3 separate regions of the Ovis aries genome follow, and all the other regions are linked to region 1. The links are chromatin contacts, called in public Hi-C maps. All regions are on one chromosome and are shown on one strand. The core of a region is the stretch at or near the end of the contact, and the rest is flanking DNA. Distances in the headings are between cores, read along the strand shown. Region 1 holds the start of FOXO1 (forkhead box O1). Region 2 has its middle 420 kb from the start of FOXO1. Region 3 has its middle 370 kb from the start of FOXO1.

Region 1 (3,262 bases), core at 508-3,007:
TGGCGCCCTGCCTGTACCCTCCACCTGCAGCTCCGTTCTAGGGCGGCGGGGCTCCGAGGCCCCCATCGCCGCGCCCTCCTCCGCCCCGCGCGGCGGAAACGGCTCCGCGGGGCGTCCCTGAGCTTGGGGGTGGGGAACGAGCGCCGCGTGGGCGGCGCAGAGCCGCCCTCACCCTTGATGTCCTAGGGGGGCAATATGAGCAGCGGCTGGAGTCCGCGCGAGCCGAGGGGGAGCCGTTCCCAGTGAACCCCCCGCCCCACCCCTCTTTCACGGGCGAACTTTTCTGGCCGCTCGGAGGTCCACTTCTTGGCGTCCTTTTTCTCACCCGCTCTGGTCCCAGCGAGCCCCTTCCCTGTCCGGCTCCAACTCTCACTAGAGCGCGCGCACACACACTCATTTCTGCCCCCCGCCCCCCTCGACGGGTCCCGGGCAAGCCCACGACCCACCTCTGCCACTCTCGCCCTCACCCTGCACGCGCTACCCGCGTGCCTTGCACTTTCAGGCCAAGAAAACTTGTACCGGCGGGCCCCCGTCCCCCGTCCTCTGCCCCGCAGCGACCTCAGACGGAGGCCGGCTCCCCCGGACACCCACCCACCCCTCCCGCTCCGGCCGTGCGCCCGGAGGCCGCTCACCTTCCAGCCCGCCGAGCTGTTGCTGTCGCCCTTATCCTTGAAGTAGGGCACGCTCTTGACCATCCACTCGTAGATCTGCGACAGCGTGAGCCGCTTTTCGGCCGAGCTCTCGATGGCCTTGGTGATGAGGTCGGCGTAGGACAGGTTGCCCCACGCGTTGCGGCGGGACGAGCTGCTCTTGCGCGGCTGCCCCGCGAGCGGCCCGCCGGCGGCGGCGGCCGCGGCGGGAGGCACGGGCGGGTGCTGCGACAGCGGGCCGGGCGGCGGGGGCTGCGGCGGCGCCGAGTGCAGGCAGCCCGCCTCCGGGCCCTGGAAGTCGCCACACAGCCCCCCGGTGGCAGCAGCTGCGGCCGCCGCAGCAGCCGCCGCCACCGCCGCCGCCGCCGCCGCGGCTGCCGCCACGGAGCCGGGCGCCTGTTGGAAGTCCCCGCTCTCCTCCAGCAGGCTCAGGCTGCTCATGAAGTCGGCATTGACAGCGGCCGCCGAGGCCGAGGGCAGGCCCGCGGCGCCGTCGGGGTTCGCCGCTGCGCCGCCCGACGGCGCCGGGCTGGAGGTGGCCGAGTTGGACTGGCTAAACTCCGGCCGGGGCAGCGGCCAGGTGCACGAGCGCGGCCGGGGCAGCGGCTCGAAGTCCGGGTCGATCTCCACCACCTGGGGCGCTTCGGCCATGGTGACCCCCCCACCCTTCCCCCAGCCGCGGGACTTGCCCAGAAGTGAGAAAAGCGCAGCACCGGGCAGGGGGGGGCGGCGCCGAGGGGAGAGAGGGCGCCGAGAGCCTGTCCGAGATCTGCGGGAAGGGGTGAGGTCGGTGCAGCGAGCGGACGGAAACCCGGAGGGAGGCGCGGCGGCGGCGGAGTGGAAGCGCGAGCCCAGAACTTAACTTCACGGCTCCGTCCGCATCTAGGCGCCTCCGGGTCCGCTGCACTGACGGGACGGCAGGCCAGAGTCGTCGGGGCCCCGACAGCGCTGGCGTCGCTCTCCGCGCCGAACGACGGACGGACGGACGGACGCCGCGGGCCGCTTGCTCTCCCCGGGCGGGCGCGACCGCGGCGCTGCTGCCTGTTGAATGCTGCGGCGGCGGCGGCGGCAGCAGCGACTACGCGGCCGCCCCGACTTACGGGATCTGCCGCCGCCCCCCGCCGGCGGCGGCGGCGGCGCGCGCGCCGGCCCGCCCCTGACGGACGGCCCCTGCGACCAATGAAAGTGCGGCGGCGGCGCCCGGGCCGCCAATGGGCGCCGGCCTGGGCGGGGCTCGGTTTTCCACGGGGAGGCGGCAGTGGGTTGGTTGGTGGGGGGTAGTAGGGTGTTTTTCTATTTGACATGCACAGTCTCTCCCTCGCTCGCTCGCTCTCTGTTTTTTGGGTTTTTTTTTTTTTTTGGCTCTCTGTTATTATTTTCTGGTAATTCTCGAGTGTTTCTGTGAGTCTTTCGCCCTCTCAGTGTTTTGATTGCTAGGAGGCAAACCAACGTGGAGGCGGCGGCGACACTTTGTTTACTACTGAGGAGCCCAGCCGAGTACTCGGGAAGCCCGAGTGGAACGAGCCGCCCGCTTCGCCTCGACCTGCGCTCGGGAGCCCGAAGCTGGGCCGGGCGGGGGCCGGGGACAATCAGCGCTCAGGGGGCCGCCGGGTGGGTGGGTGCGTGGGCGGGCGGAGGCGGCCTCGTCGGAGTTCTGCTCACTCGCCCCCTCTCGACTCCGCCCACGATTTCTCTGCAGAGAAACGTGGGCAAGTCGGTGGGTTTTGTTTTTATTTGGTTTGGTTGGTTGTTTTTTGTTTTTTTTTTTTCCTTTCCCTGCGATGTGTCGAGTTCTCCGGCCCCGGGCGCGGGCCGCACACACGCTTGTCCCCACCCCCGCGCGGGGCCCGGGCTCTGACTGCCGAGTCGGCGGGGAGGACCCAGCCGCCGCCGCAGCGCCGGGAACCCACCTTTCCGCACCAGCGAGCTGAGCCTCGGCGGTCGGTGTAGACTAGTGGGGGGGTTGGCGGTGGGGGGCGCCGTTGGCCAGACGAGCCGCCCCGAGCCGGGTTCACGGGGGCTCGGCCCCGGCCGAAGACGATTGCTCCTGCACACGCATCCTCAGAGCCGAAGGCAGCCTCAACCCTCGTGCCCTCCGTGGGAACCTGTTCCCCTGGGCAGGAACCTCAGACTGTCCACTGAGTCAGTCCGGGACGACGGGGAAGGCGGGGTCAGAGGAGAGCACTTAGGGAGAGCCTTGTCACTTTATTACTTACTTACACTAAATTCGATTGTTTGCTTGTCATTGCTTTGCTATTTAGAATGCAAGTGCTGAGACGTTGAGAGGTGAAAACCTAACAGGGGACAGTACCAAAGGCTTGAGGCGAAGCCCTGCCCCACTCCCAGGTGTTGCTTTAGGCTGCTTGTCCCGCGTGTCAATCACTGCCCCCTCCCATCCCACCCCACCTCGCTCCATCTGGGCTCTAGGTCCAGGCTGTCCTGCCAAGATCAGTGGGGGCCAAAGGAAGACAATGGCCCTTGTGTCTCAGGGAGCAGAAGAAATACTTGTCAAGTTTTGTTTTGCTCTTTTTAGAAAGAATATGGAAGGCATTTCCTTTCAGAGAGATGGGATCACTGAAGATGTACGACTGACGGTAGAGTTTTAAATATCT
Region 2 (3,262 bases), core at 234-2,733, 420 kb before region 1:
AGAAACAGAAGCTTTATAACCTGAGCAAAACCACAAAGGTGAAGTCAGTATTTGAATCGAGACCCATCTACTCAGAAGGCCATGGTATTTCTATCCCACATCCTCAGTTATTATTGAGAGGTACACGCCACTGTGGACTTCCCAAGTGGCTCAGTGGTAAAGAACCCACCTGCCAGTGCAGGAGATGCAGATTCGATCCCTGGATCAGGAAGATCCCCTGGAGAAGAAAATGGCAACCCACTCCAGTATTCTTGCCTGGAAAATCCCATGAACAAAGGACCCTGACGGGCTACAGTCTACGGGGTCGCATACAGTGGGACATGACTAAGCAATTGAGCACACACACAGACACACCATTGTACCTGCAAGAGACCTTGACGTCATCTCCTAAAGCCTCTAATTTCACAGAGAAGACTAAGCTATGCTAAGATTGACTCCTGGCCCTGAGCTCTCTCTGCAGCCCTTCATGAGCTGGGTGGGCTTCATGAGAACCCATATGCCCTTCTGTTGTGCCCAGGTCCTAGCCACTGGGCAGGGGTTGGGGCAGGGGGACGGCAGGCCCCTGCAGCACCACCCAGATGAAGCCTGAGAAGCTGGGATGCCACCCCAGAGCCTGGTAGCTCTGGATGTGACTCCAAGGTGGCCCAGGAGGCTCACTCCCCACAGGAAGAAGAAGCTGGAAATAAGAGGCTCCCTGGCAACGGCCTCTACCCAGCTCAGGCCATGCCCTGAGGGACGAGGGACCACAGGGACAAAGGGGCATTGTGTGAGAGAGAGGGAGGGAGTGTGGGGAGAAAGGCACTGGCAGTTTCTTCCTCTCTGTGAGCCAGCCTCACCCAGCTCCTGGGAAAGGAAGCCGACACCATAAGGGGGCTGGGCGCCCACCATATATGACAGGAGAGCCGAGCTGATTGATTTAGTTGCTAGATTTCCTCCAAGCGATAAAGAGTTCCATTTAGCCTGCATTGTCTCCTCTGATATATTGTCACCAGGTATATATACACTGCCTTATCACATGCCCTTTGAGCAGTAAGTCGCTCAGTCATGTCCAACTCTTTGCAACCCCATGGACTGCAGCCCACCAGGCTCCTCTGTCCATGGAGATTCTCCAGGCAAGAATACTGGAGGGGGTTGCCAGGCCCTCCTCCAGGGGATCTTCCCCACCCAGGGATCGAATCCAGATCTCCTGCATTGCAAGTGGATTCTTTACCATCTGAGCCACCTTCCTTTCAAATGGGGGCATTTTAAGAGTTCAATAACATTTTTCTGAAAGGAACCCCCCCCAACTCCTTTTTCTGTTCTCTAAAAAGAAGAATAGAATCATTTGTGTCCAAAAGGGGCCCCTCCGAAAGTGGCTGCCGGAGGAGCAGACTCCATTTTAATATCATCTTCTCTTTGCTGAATTGTGTCTTCATTTTACACTGTGGCTTTATTCTCTGCCCCTTTGACACAGCCAGCTGCCTTTCACATTCCAGCTCAGAAACAGGCTGGCTTCAGGCGGTAACAGGCACCAGCTTTCAAAGCCCTGGATGACTCACATTAGCCTGTGCGAGCCTGTGAGTCCAGCCGGCGATTCCTGGACTTTTGTTTTCCTTGATGAAGCGAATTCGTGGGTGCATAGTTCTTAGTACAAAAACAATGTCTGCTTAAGGACCCTGCCTTCCCATGGGGTGAAGTACAAAATCACAGAGTGGAATGTCTGGCTCATATCACGTTTAGGTTCATCCTGTTATCAACTCAGCAGACGGAGGAAGTGACATCACGCGCCCAAGTTCTCCTTTGAAGCTGGAGGGGCGACCGAGACCTTGTCTGTAGCGCGGCACTCCAGGCAGGAAACGTTACTCTCAGACTTTTTGTTAAACTGTCTTAGAAAACAATAGCTCGGGCCATCAGATTCTGAACCAGAAGTTTGAATCCCATCATGCGAAAGGTGAAAAAGGCCTTCTATGGATTCTGCTCTTAGCCAGGAAGGTGACGGAGGAGATCTGTTTCCCTGAATGTCTCTCTTTTTTTTTTTTCCAAACTTTTTATTTTGTATTGGAGGGGTTTCCCTGGTGACTGAGACAGTAAAGAATCCGATTGCAATGAGGGACACCTGGGTGAGATCCCTGGGTTGGGAAGATCCCCTGGAGAAGGGAACTACAACCCACTGGAGAATTCCATGGACAGAGGAGCCTGGCACGTCCGAGCAACTTTCACTGCCTATAGCTAATTAACCATGTTGTGATAGTTTCAGGTGGACAGCAAAGGGATTCAGTCATACATATGCATCTATCTGGACTTCCCTGGTGGCTCAGTGGTAAAGAATCTAGCTGCCAAGTAGAAGACCTGGGTTTGATCCCTGGGTTGGGAAGATGCCCTGGAGGAGGAAATGGCAACCCACTCCAGTATTTCTTGCCTGAGAAATCCTATGGTGGAGCCTGGCATGTTACAGTCCATGGAGTCACAAAAGAGTCAGACACAACTTAGTGACTAAAAAAACAACAATATATATATCCATTTGCCCCCAAACTCCCTGCCCATCCAGGCTGCCACATAACATTGAGCAGAGTTCCTGTGCTATACAGTAGGTCCTTGTTGGTTGTTCATTTAAAATATATTCCCTAAGAGTCTTGAAATTTAAATCCTGTTGTATGAAGCATGAAGTATGCAGCGGGTAAGCAATGCTCAATGGAGCAGGCTTTCATGAAACCAGTGGAGCAAGTCTGTCTAACTCTAGTCGCCCATGTCTCTCTTTGCTGGAATATTCCAAGCCTCTCCACCCACCATGCCCTGGTCTGTTTGCTGGCTGTTCTTCCACTCCTAAGTAAATGTGCTTTATAAGCTGGTTATTTGGGGTTTTTTCTCAGTGAGTGACAGCTCTGGGAACTCTCAGTGTGGATCTGAACAGCATGCAAAATCATTTTACTTTTAAGACAAAAGACATTAGCTTCCCATAGCTTTCTTGGCTATCTCTACCTCTCTTCTCTTCCCATCCTGCTTTCCTTCCCCTCCCTCTCCGCAACACCCCCTGCCCCCCAAGGCACTAAATAAAATGCTTAGAAAACGAAGGGCGCAGCTGCCCTTCCTTCCCATTAAGACAATCAAGAATGATGGTGAATTTAATATATTTGATTAGAGAAACTCCAATTTGGTGCACTTGAATCAGCTGCCTTTGTCTTCAGCTCCCAATGGCCTGATTTCAGTGGAATGTCCTCTGCTGTCCACTGCCAGCTCCCTGGAGTGGGGAGAAAATTCAGCTTCTGAAAGCACTTGCTTGGCA
Region 3 (3,262 bases), core at 229-2,728, 370 kb before region 1:
CAGGCTATAGTCCATGGGGTCAGAAAGAGTTGGACATGACTGAGCGACTAGGTTATAACAAAGTTAGAAGTTCAGGGGTGGGATCCTGGTACGGTTCCCCAGGTCACGCAGTTCTGGTATTCAGGGACTCCTGAGCATGGCAGAGTTGAAATGGAGACCCCAGCCCCCTTCTCCCCAGCACCCCAAACTCGACAGTGCCAGGGAATCACCTGGGGAATCCTGAAGGTCTGGAGCAGGTCTGCAGGTCTCAGCTCCCAAAAGCTCTGGGAGAGACTGGGCCTCAGAGGCACTCTGTGACAGCAGGCCTTGCATCCAGCCACACAAGCAAACGAGTTCGGGCTTACCTGCGGCCCAGTGGTAAAGAAGCCTCCTGCCAATGTAGGAGACACAGGTTCCATCCCTGATCCGGGCAGATCCTCCATGCCCGAAGCAACTAAGCCATGCACCACAGCTACTAAGTCTGCGCCCTCGAGCCTGTGCTCAGCAGCAAAATAGCCACCACAATGAGAAGCCTTAGCACCACAGCTAGAGAACAGCCCCCACTCGCCACAGCTAGAGAAAAGCCTGCACTGCAATGAAGACCCAGAACAGCCAAAAATAAACTAAATTTTAAAAAATTAGATGTCATATGCCAATTAACCTCTGGTCTTTCAAGGGTCAAGATTAAACAGCTTGGTTAGACAGGTTGGATGGGATTGACCTCTGTTTTTTATCCTGAGTCTAGAAATGAATTGCAGTGTGATCCTGAACAAGTCACTTAACTCCTCTGATCTTTCATTTCCTTAAAATGGAGAGGAAACTAATCTTTACTTTACAATGTCATTGGGCTGATCAGATTGAGACATGAGAAATGGTTCCATAAACTCTAACCGCTACAAAGTATATGTTTATTATTATAAGACTGACCTTTGTTAGATGCCAGCGTTAGTCCTGAAACTGGTCAATTTTCTGTGCACACCCATTTTTATAGTCCTTTATTTCTCCCACCAGGAGCGTGTGAAGGTCGGCACACATGCGATTAAGGATTGTCATTTCCTAAAGGTTTTAATTCCAGGTATGTGTGGTTTGCATGCATGGAGAGAGAGAGAGAAAGAGAGAGTGTGTGTTCCTGTCCATTGCCTAGAGGAAAAGAATTGCAAGGCAGTTCTCTTTAACCAGGAGGATTCAGGAATGCAGAGCAAATGTTCAGAAGCAACAGCCAAACTGGTAGCTCTTCTTGCTTCTTTCCACGGGCATTAACACACTCTTAGCCAAAACAAAATGGAACCATGGCCGGGCCAACTTCACCTCAATGTTCCTGCGGCCACGTGTCCTGGGAGGAGGACAGTGTGGGGAGCGGTGAGCGGTGCAGCCTTGTCTCATCTGTAGCCCAGGCAGGGAGACCGTCTCTCAGGACCCTCGCCCTTTCTGAGGTCCCTACCCCCACATTGACTCCGCACAGAAATGAAACCCTGGCAAGTCCTTCAGCCGCATCCTGGCAGCGGCTGACTGAGGTTGCGCAAACACATTTGGCACAGGCTTCGGGGACCAAGAAGTTCTCTGGGTTGCATCGCAGAAACAAAATGTACTTGTCCTACTTCCGAGATCATGTCTGAGGACTTGGCTCCCTCGGCCGAGGAACTGCCTCCTCGCTGACGTCAACCTGCCCCGGGAGGCAAACATCTCTGGGTTCGGCCGTTCAGGACCAGAACTGAGAGAAGATGGGGGCTCGATGGGAGTCAGCCCAGGCTTGGCTCCGAGGGGACAGTTTAGGGAGAAATACACTGATTCTTCAACAACTGAGGAATCTTAAAATAGAAACATATCAGGGCCATCAGGGTGGAGGGATGGTTGGGCTGCAAAACCCTGGGCCCAGGGTCGCTGTTCATGATATCACCTCCACGAAGTGGGGTTTTATGTCCCCAGGTGCTGCCACACACGTGGCCGGGAAGCTCGCATCCCCAGAGGCCCCGGAAGGGTATTTGACACCCCTAGCCGTAGGGATGAAATAATTTCTAAGTAGAGCTCTGGCCTTGCCTCCATGTCACTCAGCTGTAATATCTCAGGCATCCAGTGACTACATTTTCCCAGCCAAATCCAGGCGGGTCCTACTGGCCTTGAACACACTTCTCAGCTTCGGGTTCTAGCTCAGCGCACAAAGTATCCAGGCCTCTCCAGGCGCCATTCTGGAGCAGCAGCTTCTTTTATTTAAAAACAAAAGAATCATCTTTCCCATATTCCTATTTTTCACCTATAAAACCCAGAATTTGTATCACCAGATTGGACCCTCCTTCCTGTTTCAGACTGCACAGACCCACCCATTGAGGTTTTGTGCTTAGAATAAAAGCCACCATGATATGGTAGAAACCAACACAATATTATAAAGCAATTATCCTCCTAGCAAAAATAAATAAATTTCAAAAGAATTAGAAGCTATATGAGAAATAAAAATACTGTATTCAGAAGTGTTTAAAAAAAGTAGCCAGTGTGAAATGAATTCTCAAAATTTGCAACCCATGGACAGTGGAGCCTGGAGAGCTACAGTCAACGGAGTCACAGAGAGAGGGACACAACTGAGCAACAGACACACACACACAGATTTACATCGCAAAGTTTTAGGAAGACACTGATAGAGGTGGGCTTTCCTTCACCACCGTGCAGCAGTGATTGGACAATCTGGGGGCTCACCTGTGGCTGTCCAATAGAAGCCCCTTGAAACATCATAAAAATCCCAATACCTGAGTTCTCTTCCAAACTAAGTAAATTGCTATCCCAGGATGGGACATAGCATCAGTGGTTTGTTTAAGTATTCTCCATTGATACTTTTCTTTCCTTTAATTTCTTTTTTTTAATGTGAACTATTTTTTAAGTCTTTATTTAATTTGCTATAATATTGCTTCTGTTTGATGTTTTTTTTTTTTTACCTTGAAGCATGGGGGGTCCCAGCTTCCCACCTGAGGATCAAACCTGAACCCCCTGTATTGGTAGGCAAAGTCTCAACCACTGGACAACCAGCGAAGTCCCTTTATCATTGATTCTAATAGATAACTTGGCCTGAGAAATCAAATCCCCTTTTTAGGGGTGGGGTGGGGGATAATATTTTAGCTCAGAGAATTCAAGTGCTTTGCCTAAAGTCACACAGATCACTGGGTTCAGAGCTAGGACCAGAGATGATTTAAACCAATTGTCAAGCCAGGTACTCTGTTTTAACCCCAGGTAGACATCACTTTGCCAAAAAAGGTCCATTGAGTGCTGACAAATTGATGCTTTAGAACTGGTGCTA

Evidence for each region. Hi-C and Micro-C count contacts between places; a contact is called where the count stands out from the background.
Region 2: a contact with region 1 is called in a Hi-C map of hypothalamus, with 4 times the contacts expected there. The contact joins the enhancer-like site here to the promoter of FOXO1 in region 1. A contact is called at or near these places in 3 of 16 Hi-C or Micro-C datasets (hypothalamus, liver and omental adipose tissue).
Region 3: a Hi-C map of liver shows a contact between it and region 1, with 2.8 times the contacts expected there. The contact joins the enhancer-like site here to the promoter of FOXO1 in region 1. A contact is called at or near these places in 2 of 16 Hi-C or Micro-C datasets (liver and tail adipose tissue).

What each region holds. Positions count from the first base shown.
Region 1 is chr10:22,148,834-22,152,095 of ARS-UI_Ramb_v3.0, reverse strand. It overlaps FOXO1 (forkhead box O1), which reads right to left and starts at 1,757. Exons shown (of 3, transcript XM_027973596.2): 1 at 633-1,757. The coding sequence starts at 1,301.
Region 2 is chr10:22,570,147-22,573,408 of ARS-UI_Ramb_v3.0, reverse strand. No RefSeq gene overlaps it. Among named protein-coding and RNA genes, the nearest start is that of FOXO1, 420 kb to the right of the region's middle. Within about 2 kb of position 1,483, at least 18 of the 54 cell types and tissues checked have an H3K27ac peak or open chromatin away from gene starts, as enhancers often do. A contact at or near this core is called in hypothalamus and liver, where this site is marked.
Region 3 is chr10:22,521,452-22,524,713 of ARS-UI_Ramb_v3.0, reverse strand. No RefSeq gene overlaps it. Among named protein-coding and RNA genes, the nearest start is that of FOXO1, 370 kb to the right of the region's middle. Within about 2 kb of position 1,478, at least 17 of the 54 cell types and tissues checked have an H3K27ac peak or open chromatin away from gene starts, as enhancers often do. A contact at or near this core is called in liver and tail adipose tissue, where this site is marked.